Regions from separate parts of the Mus musculus genome. Here region 1 is linked to region 2. The links are chromatin contacts, called in public Micro-C maps. All regions are on one chromosome and are shown on one strand. The core of a region is the stretch at or near the end of the contact, and the rest is flanking DNA. Distances in the headings are between cores, read along the strand shown.

Region 1 (3,876 bases), core at 1,327-3,826, 150 kb after region 2:
AGAGAGAGTGGAGTCTGGGCCAGGTAGCAGCGCACTGCCATCCTAGCATCAGGAGACTGAGGCTGGAGGATCACCAGTTGGAGGCCAGTCTGGGCTACAGAGGTGAGTTCAAGACCAGCCTGGGCTGTGAAACAAGACCTCGTCTCCAAACACTAAAGAAGGCAGAGAGGAAAGGAGAAGACAGAGTGCTCAAGGGGGAACTGAAGAAAGGTAGGGCGAGAGACCAGAGTCTGTTTCCTTCAGGAAGCTCTGCCCAAAGGGAGGAGAGTTGTCAAGTGCAAACCGTTTGAACACACTTGGGGCACGTGCAGCATCCTTCCTCACCCTGCTTTTCCCACCCTCATCCCACGTCTGTCCTGTGGCCACTGTGGTGATTTAGCCTGGCTGCCCTGGACAGACATCCCTTCTTGCTTTTCTGCTTACAGAGGACGTGCGCTGTTTAGACGCCCCGTCGCTTGGTTTAAAAATGACCTGAGATGTCAGAGTATTACCCCCACCCCTTCTGTCTAAGCTACCCAGTTTCAGTTCTGTAGTTACGTTAATCACCAGGACTTTCATAATACATTTCCTTCCTTCTCCATCAAGCCAGTGGCACACCGTTTTTACTTGGCTAAATAGTCTTAGTTTGAGGAGAAAAATACAGAAGCTGGCCTACTTTGCTTAAAATTCTAGCATTACTTGTGCAACGTTGGAAGACAAACTATTTAGAAATTTTTTTTTAGAAAATTTTATATGTATAGGTATTTTGTCTGCATGTATTACCTTTGTACCACCTGTGTGCCTGGTTCCTGTGGAGGCCCTGGACTGGGGGGATGTGTGTGTGTGTGTGTGTGTGTGTGTGTGTGTGTGTGTGTGTGTGTGTGTCTGTTAGCTGCCATGTGGGTGCTGAGAACTGAGCCTGGTTCATCTGGAAGTGCAATCAGCAGTCAATGCTCTTAACTGCTGAGCCATCTCTCTGGCTGGCAAGGCAAGTTCTTTAACTTCATCGTGATTCACTGCCTTTGTAAAACAAAGGGTATCTTAAATGCCTGGCCCATGGAAGGTGCCCCATCCATTTACTGCTTCATTTTCCCCTGGCCTGCTGCTCAAGACGACAAGTGTTTCTTCTTGTTTCTATCCTTTATCCTCTTTACCATCACAGGTGGCAGGAAAAAAAAGATGTAGGCAACCAGTGGGAGAGAGCACAGCAAGAGATGCGGGCACTTCTGGAGGACTGCACTAGGCTTCCTCCTGACGTCTATTAGGCTGTGCTGGATGGCATAAAAACAACTGGGAAATAGATATCTTTAGCAGAGATCCAGCAACCTCAATGTAGGCAATGAAATGATGTGTATGATAGTAGCAATATAGGCCCCTTCCCTACCTACGTGTGTCTCTCTGTGTGTGCATATATATGTGGGGTGTGTGTGTGTACACGTACGCACACAGAGGCATACATATATGCATACACGCTGAATACACACACACACACACACACACACACACACACACACACACACACACACCGTGCTTAGTGATGCTGGAGAGTTGATCTATAAATGCAGGTGAAGCTGGCCCTGATAGGTGACTGCAATACCGATGGTTGTAGCTGACTTCAGGACACCGCCTGTCCTGCAGCTCAGCTGACCTTTTCTCTGTAGCCACTATCACATTAATTAAAAGAGGCAAATGCGTATTTCCCTTTTGTTTGGAGTATGCGTGGTAATGGTACTCTAGAAATGACCTGGAATTACCCTTCCTTGAGCATCTGCCCAGTTCAGAGAGATGGTCAGCTCATCACACCAGGACACTCAGTCAGACCTGGTCGAAGCTGCTTCTCTTATTGCTGTGTCTCTATAGGAACTGGGTCTTTTGATTTCTGTTTTTATCCCCCTCCCCATGCTTAAAAACATGATTTTTTTTCCTGAGGGCTTGAAAGTGACGTAAGCTCTTCAACAGACAGATAACAACCTCACATAGTCCCCTGCCCGCCCTCCCCATGACATCTCAGAAATGACCATGTTAGAATCCTGCAGTAAATGCCAGAGCGAGACTTTATTATAATGCCTGGGTATTTCCCAGGAACTGAAATGAAACTTGAGAGGTGCCTTTCTTCTGTGTAAGAATTATTGAGCAAAATGTGCTGCCGACTTTATAGGACCTGTGCCCAAAGTGGCAAGGCGGCGCTGCTCGGTGACATCAGCTCCTGCATCGCATCCTAGCCGTCTTCTTTCTTTCACTCTGTGGGTACCTACCAAGGTCATCTCGTAGGTGATCTGCCAGCCTTCGAGGGCATCTGCAGGCCACCAGCACCCAGCAGCGAGTAGCCTCCGCCACAGTCCAGTCTCCCCACTGTTCTCACAGTAGATCGTGGACCTCTGACTGATTCTTTTGCTTCCTGATGTCTGGGGAGAGCTGGGACCGGGAGATGGTGTTGGGAGAACTTTTATGGCTTTATCAGGAGTGGGATCAGTCACCACAAGTGGCTTCTTGAGGAGTGTGAGATAAGGCCAGCGTGCGCTTCAGAGTGTCAGAAGCTGTCACCTTGAGAAGTCATCACATCATCTGATTTATATACAGTTGTTTCTCAGTGTAACCCAAAGCCTTGACCTTTGCTGTTGGTATGCTAGAGGTTCCATGACTAGCTTGTTATTGTTAACACCATATAAACTGTTGCTGAATCCCAAGTCTTTAAAGTGGTAATGAGTTATCACATTTGGCTGAATATTGTGACACATGCCTGTAACCTAACAACCTGAGAGGAGAGATAAGAGAATCAGGAGTCCACGCCATCCTTGTCTTCTTAGCAAGTTAAGAGGCCAGCCTGGACTACATGAAATCCTATACAAAAACAAAAATCAAACAAACAAAAAAACCCGAATCCCCCCACCAAACTCCTATTGCTCCCCAGCCCCCACCCCAACGAATCATACTTAACTGGTAGCTGGGATGTTTAAATAAAATATTTGTACTCGTCAGACAAAAGCTGATTTTTGATGATATTTTCATTATTCTTTACTTTAAAGGATTCTTACTATATGTCCTTAAACAATATTGACTTTTTTTCCCTTGTCCATTTTCCTAGTCTCAGCAAATAGTGGGGCCAAATGCATAGTCATTGAATCAAAGAAAAATCATTTATCAAGGTCTTCAAGTCATTTTCTCACTCGCTGGCCCAATAATTATGAATTATCTGCAGTCTGTCAGGTATCGTGCTCAGAGACTGTAATCAATACAGCCTTGCTCAGTGCCTCCACATTGTTAGCTGATCTGAGAGAGGAAGATTACACTGGAAAGTAGCATTGTGGTCCGTTTTGATCCTGGAGCTGGGATTTTAAAGCATTAGAAATGCCTGCTATCACTAATGTCAAATCCGACTAGGCAGACTTGGTGCTATTTCGGAGTAAGGCAGAAGTAAACCATTATTAGTAAGTGTTTGAGAGGTGGGGGCTGGGGGATGCCCCACTGGTGAAATGTTTCCTGGCCAAGTATGAGGATCCTCAGAACCCAACGTAAAAGCCCCAAGCCAGGCGTGGCAGCAGTACCTAAAACCCAGTGCTGGGGAGGCAGAGGTGGAGGCAGGGGGATCTCTGGAACTTGTTAGCTAGCTATTAAGCCAAATTGGTGAGCCCACCTGCCACCACCCCATATGTGGAGGAACACTTGAGGAGAGAAACCAGTGAGAACCTCCCTCCTCCATTTGTATGTACAATCACGTGTCCCTACACAAATGCACGCACACACACACAGACACACACACAGAGACACACACAGACACACACACAGACACACACACACACACACACACACACACACAAACACACACACACGCATCTTTAACTTTGACAAAACATATTCTTTGAAAACTTCATTTTCTGTATTTTTATTTTTATCGTA
Region 2 (4,101 bases), core at 1,311-3,810:
AGAGCAACAAGAAAAAAAAAACAAACTGTGCACTGATTTTGTAAACTAGAGTTCTCTTTTTTCCTTTCAGCTGAATCAAGCTGGATACCCACTGTTTAACAGGCCTACTTCCAGACTGGTAAGATGTCTCAGCAGGTAAGGGGGCTTGCTGCCAAGACTGATCACCTGAGTTCAATCCTCTAGACCTACCTACCTAGTAGAAGGAGAAAACCTGCATCTTCAAGTTGTCCTCTGACCCCCACATGTGCTCGCCCCAAAAATAAATAAATGAAAAATTGAAAAACCCTGCCCTAAACATTTTTTTCTTTTCGTTACCAAGTTGTTCCACTCCTAAACTTCCTTCCATATATATCCTGGTGCCTTTAGCTAGCACCAGCCTCTATGTTACAGTAGCATTTCCTCACTATATTCCCAAACTCCAGTTCCATGTTTTCTAAATATCTCCTAATTTCTATCAAAGAACTGTTAAACTCAAACTAGATGTGTCAGCAACCTTCTCTTTGGGAGCCTCAGTGGCTCCCCAGGACGCCAGGAATAAACTCATGGGGCTTCAAACACCCCATAGCTTGGCATTTGCTCTCCTTTCTACCTTATCTCCCTCCTATCACAGACACAACTCTACTCACCCTTAAAATGCTATCTTTTCTTAGTTAGTGCCTGAGAATAGAGCACATTGGTGCTCTATTCAGGAAGATGTCTCCAGTTCAAATGCATTCACGCCTGTTCTCCACTTTCTATTCTATTAGATTTGGTGTATTGGGTTTTATGTGAGGTCTTTGATCTGCTTGCACTAGAGTTTTGTGCAGGGTGGTAAATATGGATATATTTGCATTCTTCTACATGTAGACATCCAGTTAGACTAGCACCATTTGTTGAAGATGCTTTCTCTTTGTTTTTGTTTTTGTTTTTGTTTTTGTTTCTCATACAAAGTTGAGAATTGTTCTTTCAAGATCTATAAGTAATTGTGTTGGAATTTTTATGGAAATTGCACTGAGTCTGTATATTGCTTTTGGTAAAATGGCTATGTCTACTATGTTAATAATACTGATCCATGAACATGGGAGTTCTTCCCATCTTCTGATATCTTCTTCAATTTTTTTCTTTCAGGGACTTGAAGTTCTTGTCATATAGGTCTTTCACTTGCTTGGTAATTGTTATATCATGATATTTTAGATTATTTGTGGCTATTGTGAACAGTGTTGTTTCCTTAATTTCTTTCTCAGCCTGTTTATTGTTTGTATATATTAGGGCTACTGATTTTTTTTTTTTTAGGTAATTTTGTATCCAGCCACATTACTGAAGGTGTTTATCAGCTATAGAAGTTGTCTGGTAGAATTTTGAGGGTCACTTATGTATACTATCATATCATCCACAAATAGTGATCAGGCGTCAAAAGAAATAAGGAAGGCCAGGAGAATAAATGGAAATCATGGGCTAGCAGGGGATGCCAGAGTCCTGGAATGGGGGAGGCTTCTGGGAGTCTATGGAGGTGACCTTAGCTGAGATTCCTAGCAGTGGGGGATATGTCCACCTCCTGTAGCCAGGCTGGATCCCCAGTGGAGGGATAAGTATACCAACCTATCCACAAAACCGACAACCCAAAGTTGTCCTGCCTATAAGAAATTCAGGGTCAAAGATGGAACAGAGACTAAGGGGGATAGCCAACCAATGACAAGCCCAACTTGAAAATCATTCCATGGGCAAGAACCAATCCCTGACATGATAAATGGTACTCTGTTATGCTTGCAGACTGGAGCCTAGTGTACCTATCCTCTGATAGCCCCTCATCCCTGACTAAAACAGATGCAAAAACCCACAGCCAAACATTGAATGGAGCTCAGAGAATCTTGTGGAAGAATTGGGGGAAGGATTGAGGGACCCAAAGGAGATAAGAACTCCACAGGATGACCAACAGAGTCAACTAACCTGGACCTTTGGGGGCATTCAGAGAATGAACCACCAACGAAGCATAAGCGGGCTGAACCTAGGACCCCACACATATGTAGCAGATGTGCAGCTCAGTCTTCATGTGGGTCCCCCCCCCCCCAACAACTGGAGCAAAGGGCTGTCCCTAAAGCTATTGCCTGTCTGTGGATCCCATTTTCCTAACTGCTGCTTTGTCTGGATTCAGTTAGAGAAGATGTACCTAATCTTGTGTGACTTGATGTATCAGAGTAGTGTGATGTGTAGTAGTAGGGGGGGTGCCCTCTTCTCAAAGGAGAAGGGGAGGGGTGTGTGAGAGCCACTGTGTGAACAGGAGGGGCTACAGTCAAGATGTAAAGTGAATAAATAAGTAAATTAGTGGGAAAATGCCACCCTTCCCATAAACTTAAAAGCCTTTTAAACAAGCCAGAGCAGCCTTTTCTCTGCATCCTTGGTACTTCATATGTCCACACACACACATACCCAGAAAAAAACAAAAAACAAAAAACAGAAAAAAAAACCCATTTCTTAGTAAATACTTTTAGAAAAGTCACTTTTCTTTTGGGTCATAGAGTTCCTTGAGGCCCGGAACTCTTCTGTGCTACACCCTGATAACAAGCATGACCTGGCATGTTTTCACCAAACAGCTGCTAAATTGATCTAGATGTGGCATGTGGGTTTGCAAAGACACTTGGTTTCACCTCTTAATTGTCTGCAAATGTAATCCAACATCAAACTCAATGTTTCCTGTGGAATTTGTGATTCACCTATTATGAGAATTTATGTGCTTATCAGGTTTTCTAGTCTGAAATTCTCATGGCGCTCCTCTTAGATGAGTCCCCGATGAACATAAATTCTGTAAGGCACTGAATCTCTGAGTCTACTTCATTAGGCAACAAAAATCTCTTCCAATCTAGCTCTGTTCCTTTCCTATCCCTCATGTCGTTCTTTTTCTGCTTTTCTTCTTCCTCCCTGCCTATCTCCATTTTTCATCCTTCCATCCTTTCTTCCTCTCTCCCTCCCTTCTTTCTTCCTCCTTTCTCTCCCCCTCTCCCTTCTGCCTTCCTCTGTTGCTTCTGTCACTCCCCCTTTCTCTCTTTCTTAAAGACCATCGGAATGCAAGCTGTGACTTAGTTGTAATTATAGGTGACAATACTAAGTCAGCTTTTATTTACAGCCTTTGGCCAAGTCAGCAGTTGTCTCCTCTCTGGTGTGTGACTGTGCCTGAGCCAGCCTGAGTCATTTTATCTGTTGCCATCAAAGTGGGGCACCTGACAGCATCAGCTCCTCTCTCTAGATCAAATTCTCAATGGAGTTTCTCTCCTTCCCCAAATCATGTAGTTTGTAACAGTACAAATAAATGAGTCCTGAACTCTAAGCAGCTTCAACCTGAGGGGAGAATCTACACAGGAAGAAAGCCCAGCTTGGATACTGACTTTCCTGCAATAGGGAGGAAGGCAGCCCAGGAGACAGGAGAGAATGAGGTTGAATGACTACAAGTTAAGGAAATTTAAAAAGAAACCCAAAAGAAATAAAGATTTACTTACAGGTGAACAAAAAGGGGTGGGGAGGGAAGAACCATACTGTTCACATAGTAGGTACTTAATATTTTTCTAAATTGAGCTTGCTTTCATTGAAAATCAGTAAGAATAAAGCATTGCTTCGAAAGGATTGGTGTAATTTTAAGTCTAGAGAATGAATAATTTAAGTCATTTAACTGAAACTAAGTCCCTATACAATTTTCATAAGCTGGGCATTTAAAGCCTTCGGCTCTAGGTGTTTATAGCCTGAGTGTGAGTAGATCATCTTCAACCACTGACTCCTGGTTTTTCAGTGAGGCAGAGTCATTCAGCTGGCTCCAGTTTCGCTAGGATAGCATAGTTAAGGATTGAAACAAACCTGATCAACTGGATTATGAACTTAATTGGCCAAGGGCATTGGGCAGATGTTTAAGAGAGCTGCAGAGCCAAAGACTATATAGACAACTGATCCAACACAGAACCGAGCAATGGGGTGTGGGGTGGGGAATTTCGTCAGACTCAGAGCAACCCGAGTTTGAATTGTGTCTCTCTTGTGCAGGTTCTGAGTGAATTCCTGAATCCCTCTGTGATTCTGTTCCCTGTGGCCTTGACTCCACTTCTCTCAGACATGGCTTCATGTGAAAAATGGTAAAGTTTT

The links. Hi-C and Micro-C count contacts between places; a contact is called where the count stands out from the background.
Region 1: a contact with region 2 is called in a Micro-C map of the G1E-ER4 cell line. The contact joins two enhancer-like sites. A contact is called at or near these places in 7 of 484 Hi-C or Micro-C datasets (the G1E-ER4 cell line, bone marrow-derived dendritic cells, embryonic fibroblasts and 3 more), 5 of 115 datasets of contacts at active chromatin or transcription factors (Th2 cells, embryonic stem cells and microglia) and 1 of 9 other capture datasets (embryonic stem cells).

Annotation. Positions count from the first base shown.
Region 1 is chr6:134,115,250-134,119,125 of GRCm38.p6, forward strand. All of the region lies in intron 1 of Etv6 (ets variant 6), which reads left to right. Among named protein-coding and RNA genes, the nearest start is that of Gm46978, 6.1 kb to the left of the region's middle. Within about 2 kb of position 2,577, at least 11 of the 459 cell types and tissues checked have an H3K27ac peak or open chromatin away from gene starts, as enhancers often do. A contact at or near this core is called in the G1E-ER4 cell line, where this site is marked.
Region 2 is chr6:133,964,906-133,969,006 of GRCm38.p6, forward strand. No RefSeq gene overlaps it. Among named protein-coding and RNA genes, the nearest start is that of Gm46977, 68 kb to the right of the region's middle. Within about 2 kb of position 2,561, at least 7 of the 459 cell types and tissues checked have an H3K27ac peak or open chromatin away from gene starts, as enhancers often do. A contact at or near this core is called in the G1E-ER4 cell line, where this site is marked.